2 separate regions of the Mus musculus genome follow, and region 2 is linked to region 1. Evidence: chromatin contacts called from public HiChIP or PLAC-seq data. All regions are on one chromosome and are shown on one strand. The core of a region is the stretch at or near the end of the contact, and the rest is flanking DNA. Distances in the headings are between cores, read along the strand shown. Region 1 overlaps Flt3 (FMS-like tyrosine kinase 3). Region 2 holds the start of Flt1 (FMS-like tyrosine kinase 1).

Evidence for each region. HiChIP or PLAC-seq counts read pairs in DNA pulled down with a chosen protein or histone mark.
Region 2: a contact with region 1 is called in an H3K27ac HiChIP or PLAC-seq map of DN3 thymocytes, with 4 times the contacts expected there. The contact joins the promoter of Flt1 here to the enhancer-like site in region 1. A contact is called at or near these places in 1 of 39 promoter capture datasets (embryonic stem cells), 3 of 15 datasets of contacts at CTCF or cohesin (embryonic stem cells, large pre-B cells and pro-B cells), 4 of 484 Hi-C or Micro-C datasets (embryonic stem cells, nephron progenitors, spermatogonial stem cells and 1 more) and 3 of 115 datasets of contacts at active chromatin or transcription factors (DN3 thymocytes, embryonic stem cells and stem cell-derived neural progenitor cells).

Annotation. Positions count from the first base shown.
Region 1 is chr5:147,336,581-147,343,800 of GRCm38.p6, reverse strand. It overlaps Flt3 (FMS-like tyrosine kinase 3), which reads left to right. Exons shown (of 24, transcript NM_010229.2): 20 at 2,466-2,588. Among named protein-coding and RNA genes, the nearest start is that of Urad, 18 kb to the right of the region's middle. Within about 2 kb of position 2,595, at least 83 of the 459 cell types and tissues checked have an H3K27ac peak or open chromatin away from gene starts, as enhancers often do. A contact at or near this core is called in DN3 thymocytes and pro-B cells, where this site is marked.
Region 2 is chr5:147,721,390-147,728,609 of GRCm38.p6, reverse strand. It overlaps Flt1 (FMS-like tyrosine kinase 1), which reads left to right and starts at 2,599. Exons shown (of 30, transcript NM_010228.4): 1 at 2,599-2,939. The coding sequence starts at 2,876.

The DNA.
Region 1 (7,220 bases), core at 1,346-3,845:
GTTGGTGTATCTTACTAAGTTTCTCCATAGGAAAAGATGTCTGTGTTTCAGAGGGGTAGTATGTTAATTAGGGCTCCCTAAAGAAACAGAACTGATAGAATTAAAAATAATACATATATATGTATTATTTTTAATTATAAAGTTATATATAGGGCTGGAGAGATGGCTCAGTAGTTAAGAGCACTGACTGCTCTTCCAGAGGTCCTGAGTTCAATTCTCAGCAACCACACGGTGGGTCACAACCATCTGTAATGGGATCTGATGACCACTTCTGCTGTTTCAAGAGAGCAACAGAGTACTCATATAAAATAAATAAATAAGTAAAAATTTAAAAAGTTATATATATAAGTATATATACATATAAAATTATATATTGTTTTACTCTCTATGTAAAAATATTTTATGCACAGACATACACACATACACACACGCATATATGGGGGATTTGTTAGAGCGGCTTACAGGCAGCAGTTCATGTAATCCAACAAGGTGCACGAGACTGGATGTCTCAGAAATCCCCATCTGGAGTCCCGGGGAAGTCTTAGAAAGCAGGTGGTCCTGGGTCTACATTGGGATCCTGAAGAAGTCAGTGAGAAAGCAACCACAGCAGCAGAGCAGATGGACTTGCCAGTAAGAGTGAAGGCAAGCAGGCAAAATGCAAACGCTTCCTCCTTCATACCCTCTATGGCTGCCACCAGAAGGCGTGGCCCAGGTGTTAGGCAGGTCTTCTGACCTCAGAATCCAGAAATTCTCTGTCCCCCGTGCTGCCGAGCCGCAATGACCAGTTTAGATAATCCAGCACAGTTTGTTCATGTTCTCTAATTACAGCAGGCCTTTTTATTTTTACTCTTAGGTGTGTTATGACATGGACTTTTGAAGAGCATCCAGTTTTTTTTTTTTAAGATTTATTTATTATTATATCTAAGTACACTGTAACTGTCTTCAGACGCACCAGAAGAGGGCATCAGATCTCATGGATGAGATGTGAGCCACCATGTGGTTGTTGGGATTTGAACTCAGGATCTTTGGAAGAGCAGTCAGTGCTCTTAACCACTGAACCATCTCTCCAGCCCCGGGCATCCAGTTTTTAGACGGTTTGTCTTCACTGCAGCCTTCTGCTCCAATCATGCCAAGCACTGTGCTCTTCCCCACTCTGTGACTGTGTCACACATTTGTGTGGCTCCATGCGACACTGTGCTGGGGCAGAAAACCAATGAGGATGTGACTTCAGGGCCCACAGGTTTTATGTTTCTAGGAGAAAGACAAGCAGACCTATACATCAGATCAGTGTCTTGTGATTGATACTGTCACTAAAGTTAGCATGGCTACCCCAAGGAAAAAGGGGTGAGGAACAGGCAAGAGAGCAAGAGAGCCTCCCTCGGATGGAATCCAGAGGGAGAGGGACTAGTCAAAGCCAGTCCAGGCTGGGCAGCCTTCTTGCTGGTCAGAAGGAGCCTTCCCAGAGCAGCTGGGAAGAATACGGGCAGGGCAGGTAGTCAGGAGGACATGATGGGGATGGGGACAGACATCTAGGAGATGCCACATGAAGAAAGCCAGACTTGGAGAAGGAGGGCAGGAGTCACGGCACAGACATTCCTGTTTTTATAGGCTTTGTTCTTTTAAAGGCTGAGGAGAGCGTAGTGGACCCCCATGGACACCATGTGCTCTCTTACAGAGTTCATTCCCTTCAGAGACTCTGGGCTCTACTCTCATGTACTCCTCGAAACTCATCGTTATCTTCTGTCTGTCTGTCTGCCCCCTGTACCCTGTATGTGCATGTGAAAGCAAGTGTGTGTGTGTGTGTGTGTGTGTGTGTGTGTGTGTGTGTGTGTGTGTATGAGAATGTGGGGCCCATGTACCGTAGTGTGTGTGCAGAAGTCAGAGGACAAACTGTGGGAGTTAATTCTTCCACTGTGGGACCCAGGAATCGAACTCAGGACATCAGGGTTACATGGTTAATGCGTTTTCTCACTGAGCTATCATCTCTTTGGTCCCCCCAAACTCACTTCTTCTGAATGCTTTCTTCAATCTTAATCTATTTATTCATTTAGAGACACGACCTCTATGTGTAGTCCAGGCTGGCCTCAAACTTAGAAATCCTCCTGCCTCAGCCTCTCCAGTGCTGCGATTATGGATCTGCACCACTAGGCCTGTCAGATATGATGCACTTTTATTCTGAAAGCCAGTTCTTTATCCAAAAGGGATTCTGTTCTCGCACGCACACACGCACGCACAGGAAGCCGGCTGTTAGAAGCGTCTCTGGAGCTAGGCGAAGGCCCCCTTTGGCACTTCTTTGGCTCATAGCTCCAGGGATGCCTCAGATGACTGCAGCTGAGTTAACTTAGGACTCAGCCAGTGTTCTCGGGATGTATGACAGTCATGGGTCTCTGTCCTCTGTAACTGTTGTGAGTCTCTCTCTGAAGGTGTAAGTCACAGACCATGTCATTCAAGCCTCTCTCTTCCAGTGTGTCCACAGAGACCTGGCAGCCAGGAATGTGTTGGTCACCCACGGGAAGGTGGTGAAGATCTGTGACTTTGGACTGGCCCGAGACATCCTGAGCGACTCCAGCTACGTCGTCAGGGGCAACGTGAGCCGTTTGCTTTTTGTCACGAGTACAGGAAACACCTGCACTCTCTGTGATGCGTTTTTGATTTATGGTGACACCAAGGGGAGAAAAAAAAAACTCCCAGTGCTTCACTTCTTTAGGCTGAAAAGATTGTTTTGTGCTCACTAAGAGCTAAGCAAAATAGCCACGCATCTCTGGGGGGCTGGCCACTCAGAACAGATCCATTAGGGGTTGGCATGAGATCTTCACCTGAAAAAAAAAATGCCCTTACTCAGACCTGTTTCGGTTTCCTTAGCTATAAAGTGGCTTTATATGTGTTTTATGTTTCCGATCATGAGACAAGCTAGCATGTATAAAAAGCTTTTTGTTTTTTTTTTTTCTGAACAGGCAGCACACAGGTATTCACTATAAAGTTTAAAGGTGCTGTAGTTAACTGGTAGCGTTTGTTACCCTGTTACTATATGAAGAGTTCAGGAAGACTCCAAATACAACATAACTGACATGTGTTCGTTCAAAGAGAATGTGAGGGGGCCAGAGAGATGGCTCAGTGGTTAAGAGCATAGAGTGCTTTTCCAGGGGACCCAAGTTTGATACCCAGCACCCACGGCAGGATGCTCGCAAGCATCTATAACTCCAGCTCCAAGGAATCTAGTGCCTCTGGCCTCTTTGGACATGTGTGCTCATGTGCACATACTTACACATAAGTGAAAATCAATTCAAAGTATGATGAGGCAAAAAATGAATGTTTAAGAAGGGAAGAAAGAGAGAGAGAAAGAAAGATAGACAGAAAATGATAGATAGATAAACAGACAAATGATTGATAGATAAACAGACAGAAGACATATAGACAATGATAGACAGACAGATAGACAGTGAGATGTCTCAGCAGGTAAAGGTAGTTGCTACCAAGCCTGAGGGCTGGAGTTGCCCCCCAAAAACACATGGTGGAAAAACTGGAATGGTATAAGTTGACCTCTGACCTTCACCTGTGTGCCGAGCATGCACCCTCCCCCAGCGCCCACACACATGCACAGGAATAAAAACATAATTATTCTTCTTTTCATTTTTCAAGACAGGGTTTCTCTGTGTAGCCCTGGCTGTCCTGGAACTCACTCTGTAGACCAGGCTGGCCTCGGAACTCAGACAGAGATCTGCCTGCCTCTGCCTCTGCCTCTGCCTCTGGAGCACTGGGGCTAAGGATGTGCGCTGCCACCATGTCCCCCTGGCATCAAATTTTTAAAGAAAGAAAGAATGAAATGAACAGTAAGGGCTGAAGAGCTCAGGCGTAGAGCTCTGGCCTGGCCTTCGCGAGGCTTTGGTTCAAGCCTCAGAATGAGGAAGAAAAAGAAGGAATTAGGACACCTTGGTGCAAGTCCCCCTGGTGCTGTGTGTTCAGCCAGTGCTGGGGGAGGGGGGCAGGGGGGAGGGGGAGGGGAGTCTCAGTACCATCATCCCTGCTTATGAAATGACAGCAGCCCAGGCTGCCCCAGTTCCTCCTCTCTGCTCGACACTCTCAGTACTCACTTCGGTCTGAAAATACCCACTCTGTGAAGAGGAAATTGAGACAAAGAAAAGCAACTTGCCCGCGGTTGCTAACTTGCCCCGTGTGGATGTGAGCGTGCAGAGCCTGCATCCCTGTCGTTCACGGTGGTGTCCTCCTGACTAACTTCCTACAGGATTCTGATTTTACTTCCTAGGTTCTCAGAAACCAACCAATACAATCAATGACATAGCCCTTTAACCCAAAATGAGAACTCCAATGAATGCTCATCTCAGGTGGCTTAGAGCCGGTTCCCAGGGATGGTCGCTGGCTGTGGTTACAGTACACTGACCTCTCTGTGTGCTTATGGGGTTTTCACCCCACCAGTGGGCTCTCCTGTGGGAAGGTGAATTCCGTTCAGAACCTTCTGTTAATGAATCAGGTAACCCAGCCTGGACCACAGATTGGGCCAGTGACTCCATTTGCATAGGATTTAAAAGAGGATTTCCTTCTGGGGCTCTTCTTTAGCCTGGCCAATTAAACACATGAGGTTCCTACTGGAACCAAATCAGAACAAAACTCCGTGCCCCAGGAGCTAACCAGCCACTGTGTCCTGATGCAAATCAAAGCCTGTGCAAACAGAGGCCAACCCCCTGTCCCGCCTCTGGAAGTTATTCAAGCCCCGGAGGGCAGCTATGGTTACTCTAGGCATGATCACGTAAGTCCTTGAGGGCGATGCTTCTCAGTTCTGAGGAAAGCTCCCGTAAATGATTCTCCCCGCGGCCTTGAACTTGTCGACCTCTGAGCAAATACAGAGCTCTTCCTTAACGAACGAACGGCATCGCTACGGCACTTGCCAATCCCAAGCACAAGCCTGTGTCCAAGATGACTTTTAAAGAAGTGTATTTTGCCAGGAGTGGTGCCCTACGCCTTTAAACCCAGCTCTCAGGAGGCAAAGGCAGGTTGATTTGTGTGTTTGAGGCCCTATTCTGCTTATGTCACCAGAGCTACATAGTGAGACCTTGTCTCAAAATAGAAAAACAGATGAGCTGGACGGTGGTGGCGCACGTCTTTAATCCCAGCACTTGGGAGGCAGAGGCAGGTGGATTTCTGAGTTCGAGGCCAGCCTGGTCTACAGAGTGAGTTCCAGGACAGCCAGGGCTACACAGAGAAACCCTGTCTCAAAAAAGAAAAGAAAAAAAAAAGGAAAACAAATGATAGATAGATAGATAGATAGATAGATAGATAGATAGATAGATAGATAGATAGAGATAGAGAGAGAGAGAGAGATAGCTATAGGTAGGTAGGTAGATAGGTAGGTATAGACAGGTAGATAGATAAACAGATACTTAGATAGATGTTAAATATAGATAATAGATGATAATGGGTGGATAGATGGATAGATAGATAAGAAACGTATTTCTAAAAAGCTTCTACTTTTTCTTTTTTTCTAGAACATGATTTTAATATTTTCAACTTAATATTCAACAGACAGAATAATTATTTTAAGATATATTTTGTTGTTATGTCTCCTTTTCATTTCTGATGTTATTAATTTGAATACTGTCTCTGTGCCCTCTGGTTAGTCAGGCTAAGGGTCTATCTATCTTGTTTTTTCTCAAAGAACCAGCTCCTGGTTTTGTTGATTCTTTATAGAGTTCTTTTTGTTTCTATTTGGCTGATTTCAGCCCTGAGTTTGACTATTTCCTGCCGTCTACTCCTCTTGGGTGTATTTGCTTTGTTTTGTTCTAGAGCTTTCATGTGTGCTGTCAAGCTGCTAGTGTGTGCTCTCTCCAGTTTCTTTTTGGAAGCACTCAGAGCTATGAGTTTTCCTCTTAGCACTGCTTTCATTGTGTCCCATAAGCTTTGATATGATGTGCCTTCATTTTCATTAAATTCTAAAAAGATAGACTTTACTTTCTTTTTTTATTTCTTCCTTGACCAAGTTATCATTGAGCAGAGCATTGTTCAGCTTCTGTGTGTATGTGTGCTTTCTGTTGTTTTTGTTGGTATTTAAGACCAGCCTTAGTCTGTGGTGATCTGATAGGGTATATGGGATTATTTCAGTCTTCTTGTATCTGTTGAGGCCTGTTTTGTGACCAATTATATGGTCAGTTTTGAAGAAGGTACTGTGAGGTGCTGAGAAGAAGGTATATTCTTTTGCTTTAGGATGAAATGTTCTATAAATACCTGTTAGATCCATTTGGTTCATAATTTCTGTTAGTTTCACTGTGTCTCGATTTAGTTTCTGTTTCCATGATCTGTCCATTGCTGAGAGTGGGGTGTTGAAGTCTCCCGCTATTATTGTGTGGGGTGCAATGTGTGCTTTGAGCTTTAGTAAAGTCTCTTTTATGACTGTGGATGCCCTTGCATTTGGAGCATAGATGTTCAGAACAGAGAATTCATCTTCTTAGATTTTTCCTTTGACCAGTATAAAGTGTCCTTCCTTATCTTTTTTGATAACTTTTGGTTGAAAGTTGATTTTATTCGATATTAGAATGGATACTCCAGCTTGTTTCCTGAAACAATTTGCTTGGAAAATTGTTTTCCAGCCTTTTACTCTGAGGTCGTGTCAGTCTTTGTCACTGAGGTGCATTTCCTGTGTGCAGCAAAATGCTGGGTCCTGTTTATGTATCCAGTCTGTTAGTCTATGTCTTTTTATTGGGGAATTGAGTCCATTGATGTTAATAGATATTAAGGAAAAGTGATTGTTACTTCCTGTTATTTTTGTTGTTAGAGGTGGAATTATGTTTGTGTGGCTATCTTCTTCTGGGTTTGTTGAAAGATTACTTTCTTGTTTTTTCTAGGATGTAGTTTCTCTTCTTGTGAAGTGTTTTCCATCTATTATCCTTTGTAGGGCTGGATTTATGGAAAGATACTGTGTAAATTTGGTTTTGTCATGGAATATCTTGGTTTCTCTGTCTATGGCAATTTAGAGTTTTGCTGGGTATAATAGTCTGGGCTGGCATTTGTGTTCTCTTAGGGTCTGTATGACATCTGCCCAGGATCTTCTGGCTTTCATAGTCTCTGGTGAGAAGTCTGGTGTAATTCTGATAGGTCTGTCTTTATATGTTACTTGACCTTTTTCCCTTACTGCTTTTAATATTATTCCTTTGTTTAGTGCATTTGGTGTTTTGATTATTATGTGATGGGAGGAATTTCTTCTCTGGTCG
Region 2 (7,220 bases), core at 1,350-3,849, 380 kb before region 1:
TGCTCCAACTTATTCAGTCTTGAATATTTAAGTCACTGGCTGGACAACAGTGTGTTCCTGAATGGGGGCAAGAGAGAAACTTCGAGAGAATGTGGCTGATAAGAGGAGAGAGTGTCTGGTTTTGCTAGGCAAGCAGGAGATGAAACGTTCTTTTGTACATGGGCAGGAAGCAAGCAGATAATCCACTGCAAATAGCCTTTCACACATACCTAGCGTGTTGAATTTGATCTTTCCCATCAATGGTATCTAGAAAACCTCTTTCATGACTGATTTGGTTCGAAGAGTCCTACTGTATGTAGCCCATTATTCAACTCTGTTACCACTTCTGGGGAAAGGGTCTTAGCCCTTTATTGTCCATATCAAAGTGAAGTTGAAATGTCCAATGAAACAGTTTGTATCATTTTAAAATTCTTAATAACAAAAATAACAATAACAACCAATGCAACCTACAAAAGAAATATTGGTGTGGAAGTTGTTGGCTGTAAATTAAAAGTCTGGGGCTTTTCAAAAGAGTTGGAGAAACGTATCGAAAGCCACAGCATATAAACCTTAGCTACTTCAATTACGAGGCCATTAATCTTAGATAATTGAGCGATATTTTAGCATTGTTAATGCACAGCTTAAGTTATAGATGGTTTTGGCTGTCGGTCAAATACCTGTCTGGCTTCATGATCCCATAAAGTCATTGTGGGATCATTTCTGGCAACAAACTCATAAGGATCTCCTTGAGTATTTAAAGACATCAAAATGCCTTTTGAAAACAACGCATTAAACTAAACCTTTGGGGACTGTACATGCAACACTTCCCCCAAGTTGGTAGTTCCCCTCGCTGGTCTTCCCCTACAATAAGCCATGCCCGTGTTTCTGTGCTCATGGTGGGCTTCATACCCCTCTAGAATCGTACACCTCCTTCACGTTGTGTGTCTTGGTTTCTGTCGGCCTGCTCAGCGCAGCACCTCCAGCCTCAGTGGCGATGGGTTTCCAATTGGCAAGCTCTCCCCAGCCCAAACACCTGCCATTGCTTAAAGGGGCTGAGCAGACCTCTTAAAAGATGCGTGGGCGTTAGGATAGCTCTTAGGGGAGACAGGGACAGTTTGACCGTGTGGGTGTGTCAAGACCGTCTGAGGCCGGAGATTCAGCTGGGAGAATTATAACTACCTAGTGCGGGCCATCCTGCATGATTCCTGATTGGAGAGCAATTTGAGGCGCCGGAGGCAGAGGGCAGGAATACTGACCCTAGTGGAAGCTTGTAGAGAAATCAGAATTGGCTGGGGAAGTCCGCAGGTGAGCTTAGGCTCACAGCGGTCTTTCCCTTCTGCTAGACCATGAAGGAGAAAAGGAATCTCACTTGCCCTGGCTCAGAGGCTCCCGGTGCCCTAGTAGAGCTGCGGGTGGTGGTGGCCCAGACTCTCTTAGGAATGAGGCAACTCAGGTTGCGCAACCTTCCCTACCGGAGGTTTAGTCTAGTCCTTCAGGAAAAGCCTCTGGTCCCATTTAGGAGCCATTTTATCACGGGTATCTGGCAGGTTCTATTGAGGCTATTTTTCAAACCTGCAGTATTTACAGGGACAAGACTGGGCTGCTCCGGGGAGGCCGGGACGACTTCAGCCTTCCAGTTAATGGATGCATAATTGAGGAACAACGTGGAATTAGTGTCATCGTAAATGATCTAGTGTCTCAAGTTAATTTCACCCGTTTTTTGTTCCAAGAACATTCGAGTCAGTCATCTTGGCTAGCCGGCTTCCACCAAAAAGATTTGTTTTCCATCCAGCGTTTCAGACCTAGAGTTCAAGTTCTTGGCCCTTACAAGTTGCAGGAGCGTGTCTCACGCCTTGGCTTTTTTTTTTTTTTTTTTTTTTTTTTTTAAGGTAACATGTTATTCCTTGTTTTGCTTCTAGGAAGCAGAGGGTTGAGGAAATGGCTTGGGCGGGTGCATTAATGCAGCCGAAAAAGACACAGACTCCCTCCCTTGGGACCCGCGCGGCCCCGCGCTCTTTCCGAAGGTGCCTGGCAAGGCGTCCGGTTCCCTCGGACGCTCCGGGTCCAAGTGCCTTAAGCGGAGGGTCTCTGGCGCCTTCCTTCGCTGTCTGGCAACAGTCTGGCGGGGTCAGGGACCGGCGGGACCGCTCGGGAGAGGGCTCGACTGCGCCTCGTTCCTCGGTGCCAGGGACACCGTCGCGGGAGGCGCGGCCAGCTTCCCTAGGATAAGACTTCCCGCCCCGGGGGCAGGGCGGTGCACTTAGACGGTCCCCTCCTCAGTTTCGGGCGGTCACCAGAGCTGAGTAAGCTCGGTGGAGGGAGCTGGGTAAGGATTTCCTGAGAGCGATGGGCAGGAGGGGCTGGGGCAGCAGAGCACAGAGCAAGGACCCTGAACCTGCGAACCTGTCCGGCGACCCGCGCGCCTAGCGCCACCGCACGCGCGCTCTGGCCCCCGGGCTACCCGCCCTCGCCGGCCCCCGCCCCTCCGGGAGGAAGAAGAGGGTAGGTGGGGAGGCGGATGAGGGGTGGGGGACCCCTTGACGTCACTGGAAGGAGGTGCCGGGGTAGGAAGTGGGCTGGGGAAAGGTTATAAATCGCCCCCGCCCTCGGCTGCACTTCAGCGAGGTCCTTGAGAGGCTCGGAGCGCGGTGGCGGACACTCCCGGGAGGTAGTGCTAGTGGTGGTGGCTGCTGCTCGGAGCGGGCTCCGGGACTCAAGCGCAGCGGCTAGCGGACGCGGGACGGCGAGGATCCCCCCACACCACCCCCCTCGGCTGCAGGCGCGGAGAAGGGCTCTCGCGGCGCCAAGCAGAAGCAGGAGGGGACCGGCTCGAGCGGCTGCGCCGTCGGCCTCGGAGAGCGCGGGCACCGGGCCAACAGGCCGCGTCTTGCTCACCATGGTCAGCTGCTGGGACACCGCGGTCTTGCCTTACGCGCTGCTCGGGTGTCTGCTTCTCACAGGTGAGGCGCGCCAGGGACCATGAGTTGGAGTTCGGCGGGGATGGGCAGCCACGGGGTGGTCCGGGGGAAGCGAGCTCCGGCGGGAGCCGGGGACACTTGTAGCAGCGGGTACGCCTCGGGACACACGTCTTCCCCTCCACCCCCCAAGTGGGCGCCGCTGGAAGTTGGCATCACCGCTTAGACTCTCCTTAGCTCCACGCTGGGGTCAGAGCCAGAGTGCCTGCCGGGTGTAGCCGGAGCCGCTAGTCCCCTACCGGGTTCCCGGGTAGGCGCTCACTCCTTAGACTCTGGGAGTGCAGATCACCACACGGGTGGACCTTTCAGCATCCAGAGCCTGCTCCTAGGCTGCAGCAGAGTCCTCAAGGGCTAGTTGGAGCAAGCTAGATGTCAGAGAGGCTGCCCGGGGCTGGACAGAGGTGGGGTCGTTAGCGATGAGCTCGCTCCACCAGAGCAAAGGAGGACGAAATTGGGAGGGGTCCCGTGCCCGCGGCGAGCAGATGGAGCCCAGAGAAGGGCCAGCTCTGACTCCCGTACCCGCTTGGGTCCGTCCGGAGGAAGCTGGGGAACGCACAGTCTGCAGGGTTTCTTCCCAGCAGTTCGCGGAGCGCCGTCTCCCGGGTGGGGCCTCCGCGGTGTGGGGCGGGTGTGCGGTCCAGGTCCTCGGAGTGAGTGAGTGACCCAAAGCGACCCGGCAGCAAGTTTTGGAATTTTAAGCCCTACCTTTAGGTTATGAATCTAGAAGAAAAAACAAAAAAACAAAACCACCTGACAATTTAGACTGAAAGCTGTGGTTTAAGTAGTAGGTGAAGTTTGCGACCTCCTAAATCAGCGTTCTCTAGGATATGAAAAGCGCGGGGCGGGGGGGGGGGGGCGACCGATCAGGGGCCGGCAGATTTTAGGAGCATTTAATGTGGAGACCGTCGTCATCCAAGGGTCAAAAAGCTGGAGGGACCTCGGGAACTCTAACTCCAGGTCTGCAGGCGGGAGGTCCCTTTGCGCAGAGACGCATACCAGAGCGTCTTTATTTAAACCAGCGTGGTTGGGAAAGAAGATAGAGACTAAAGAGTCAGGTAGAATAGTAGTGGCCCCAGAAAGAAAGGCAGCAAGGTTTTAAAAGACAGTAAAAATAAGCCTTTTGAAATGGGAAGACTGTACTTCGTTTCAAAGTAATGAACAGGGGTTTATAATTAAAACGGACTAAAATGGCAAAGCCAGAATCCGACGTGGCTGGTTAGGTTCTAAAATAATGATATTAAACGAGTTATTGTATTTTCTATTTCACAAATATTTTCGAAGAGCTGCTTATACGGAAATGCAACCGCTTAGAGAGTTTAAATACTGATTTATTATATAAAGACAAAACTAGCTTAAAAAATTACTGCAAACCCTTAAGTTACAGGGTGGGGGGAACAGGCGTTTTATTGGATTTTCTGCTTGACACATGTCTCTACTTTTTAATTTTAAAGCGTGGTTGGTTTTGGCTAAGCGTAATTTTATCTGTGTTTTCGAACAGTGGAGGCAGATTGAAGCAGTTCAGGGAAAGTGTACAAAGTCGCTTTGCGCCGCTAGCCAGGCGCTGAGCCCCATCAGGTGTTCTAGCCTCGATATTTATTAGTTACCAACGCCCTAACTACCATAATTACCGGTCCTCTCTGTAGCTATCGAGACCAGTGTCTCTATAAAAGTTCAGTCTCCTCTTCAAGGCTTAAGACAACACACTCTCGTTTAAGTCCACACCCTTGATTAGCTCCACACCAGTGTGCTCTCTTGCGCTGGCTCATCTCTCTCATCCCCTCTGTCTCTGTCTCTGTCCGGCTCTGTCTGTCTGTCTGTCTATCTGTCTGTCTGTCTTACGCGCCGCTCTCTCTCTTTTCCCTTCCCCCTCATTTCCTCCTTCCCTCTCTCCTTCTCCTGTTCTCCCTTACTTTTAAGCAGCTGACATTTAGAGTTTGGTAGAACTAATTAGAAATACTTAAATTGTGAGCTTGGGGTGTGTGTATTGTATTCCCAATAGTAACTCTGAGTTAAAATAAAAATTATGCAAATAGTAGCAGCCAGGTGTGAGTGCCCTGTCTGTATCCTGAGAACTCAAGGCCTAAGGCAGAAGGGTGGTGAGTTCTAACCAAGAGTGGACATTGGCTATGGAGCCAATTAAAGTCAGCCTGAACCACACAGGGAATCCCTTTCTCAAAAATAATAATTAATAATAATACCTATTCCCAAATTGGTTAGAATGCATTTTTTAATATATAGTTTTACATAGTGATTTCTAATTTTTTTCTCCAAGGCTTACACAGTTGTGCTTTTCCAAAAGTTGCATATTTTAAATGGTTATTATTTGGGACCCTTGTGGGTCCATGTTGTTTTCCAACTTATCAATCATCTTGCAGATAAACTGTGAACTAGGCTTTCTATTAAAAAAATTATTAGTGCAGCATTTTTTTTTCTGGTTGAAAAGTCTTTAATAGGCTATATAGTTTCTTTTTAAATGATCCCCAATTGGCATTTTTCTTTTAAAAATGGAGAAATTTTGTTTTTTTGTTTGTCTGTTTGTTTGTTTTCTCTATGCAAGAGTTTCTTTGTGTACCCCGGGCTGTCCTGGAACTTACTCTGTAGACCAGATTGGCCTCTGCCTTCTTAGTGCTGGGATTAAAAGTGTGGGCTGCCACCACCTGGCCTAAAACTATGGTTGACTTCCGAAGGCTCCTTTTCAACTATAACATTCAGTGAAGGAATTCCACAAAGCAAACAGATGGGGTCCTTCCGGTTTCCCGGCTCCCTGCCATTCTTCTGCATGTTAATGGGTGCTAAGCCCTTTGACACCCTAGCTGATGAGCTAGGCTGCTGCTGCCATCGGGGTCACACCTCATCTTTCTCTCTGGTAGAATGTACTAGACCAACCAATTAACTGAGTCTTTAGTGGGCTTCCTTTTGCATTGCAGGGGGTGCAGGGGTGGTCTGATGGAGGATGTGTCCCAGATGCCTCAGCCACTACATCACTATCTTGGGTCTTTTTTTTTTTTTTTTTTTCCCTAGCAGAATGTGTAACTATGACAGAGGCTAAATCACATTACCTATACTGAGGACATCTGTCTCTTTAACCTCCCACCCCTTATTTCTTTCTTTAAAAAATTAATCTTTTTAATTTCTTTTTTTTTTAAACAGCTATGTTCTAAAACTGTTCCAGATTACAACAAGGCTAGTAAACCTCTTATTTAATAATTAAACCTATTTTTTTGTGACTTCTAAAAGACCAACCAAGTCATTACTTTTTTTTCCTCTCCGAAACTATGGGGACAATTTCTGAATCCTTGAATGTGTATAATATAGAACTTGAAGTGATATGTATACCCCGCTCCCCCCCCCCCAAAAAAGAAAAAGGCTTTATAGTGACACTTGCCCCCCTTCCCTTCAGAAAAGTGGTTCTGTGGAGGGAAACTATGTGGCTGATCTCTACCCTGGCTTTTGCGGTAAAGCTAAGAGAATACAAAGTAACAGGACAGGCAGGGGTTTTGATTGTGTGTGCAGGTGAGCCTCGGGATAAAAAGGGAGTTCGAGGAGCTGGGAACTAGTGAGCAGGGTTTGGCTCAGCACACACTAGGTGCTGTGTGGTTGGCGGCACACACTAGGTGCTATACTGTCATCGCAGGCTGAGAACCATTTTTCAATGTCCTTGATAGTGTGTAGAGAGGAAGAGGACATTTGAAGATCACAGCGGGCTCTATTTTAAGTAAAAATATATTATACCACGAGCAGCTGAAAGCATTTAAAAACAAAACAAAACAAAACCGTATTGTGTTGGATTTAGCTTAACAGAGCAGAGCGGCTCGTGAGGAAAGATGTGGCCCCTGCCAGACACTTTCCAGGACTGCCGTGGAGGCCGAATCCTGCGGTTCCTGGGATGCTGCACCCTGATGATTAAATGGCTGGACTTTGTTCCAGACCGAAGGAAGGGAAGGAAATGGGAGGAATGGAGTATTTGAGGGAACTGGAGAGAGAAGCCTCAGACTTAGCATGCAGCACTGTCGGGGGTGTGTGTGGGTGTTCATTAAGGAAATGGTTCTACTCCGTCTGCTGAAGATAGTGAGCGAGGTTTCCTGCATTGTTGCTGGCCGGATGTGTGTGTGTGTGTGGGGGGATGTCAAGAATTTCTGGGCATTTCCCATCTGCCTTTGCAAACCTGGATGCTTGAAGACCATTTCTGATTCCTGCCTCTGTCTTCCATGCCAGGCTCCTTGGGAGGGAGACTCCTCGATCTTGGCTCTCACACACACACATTTG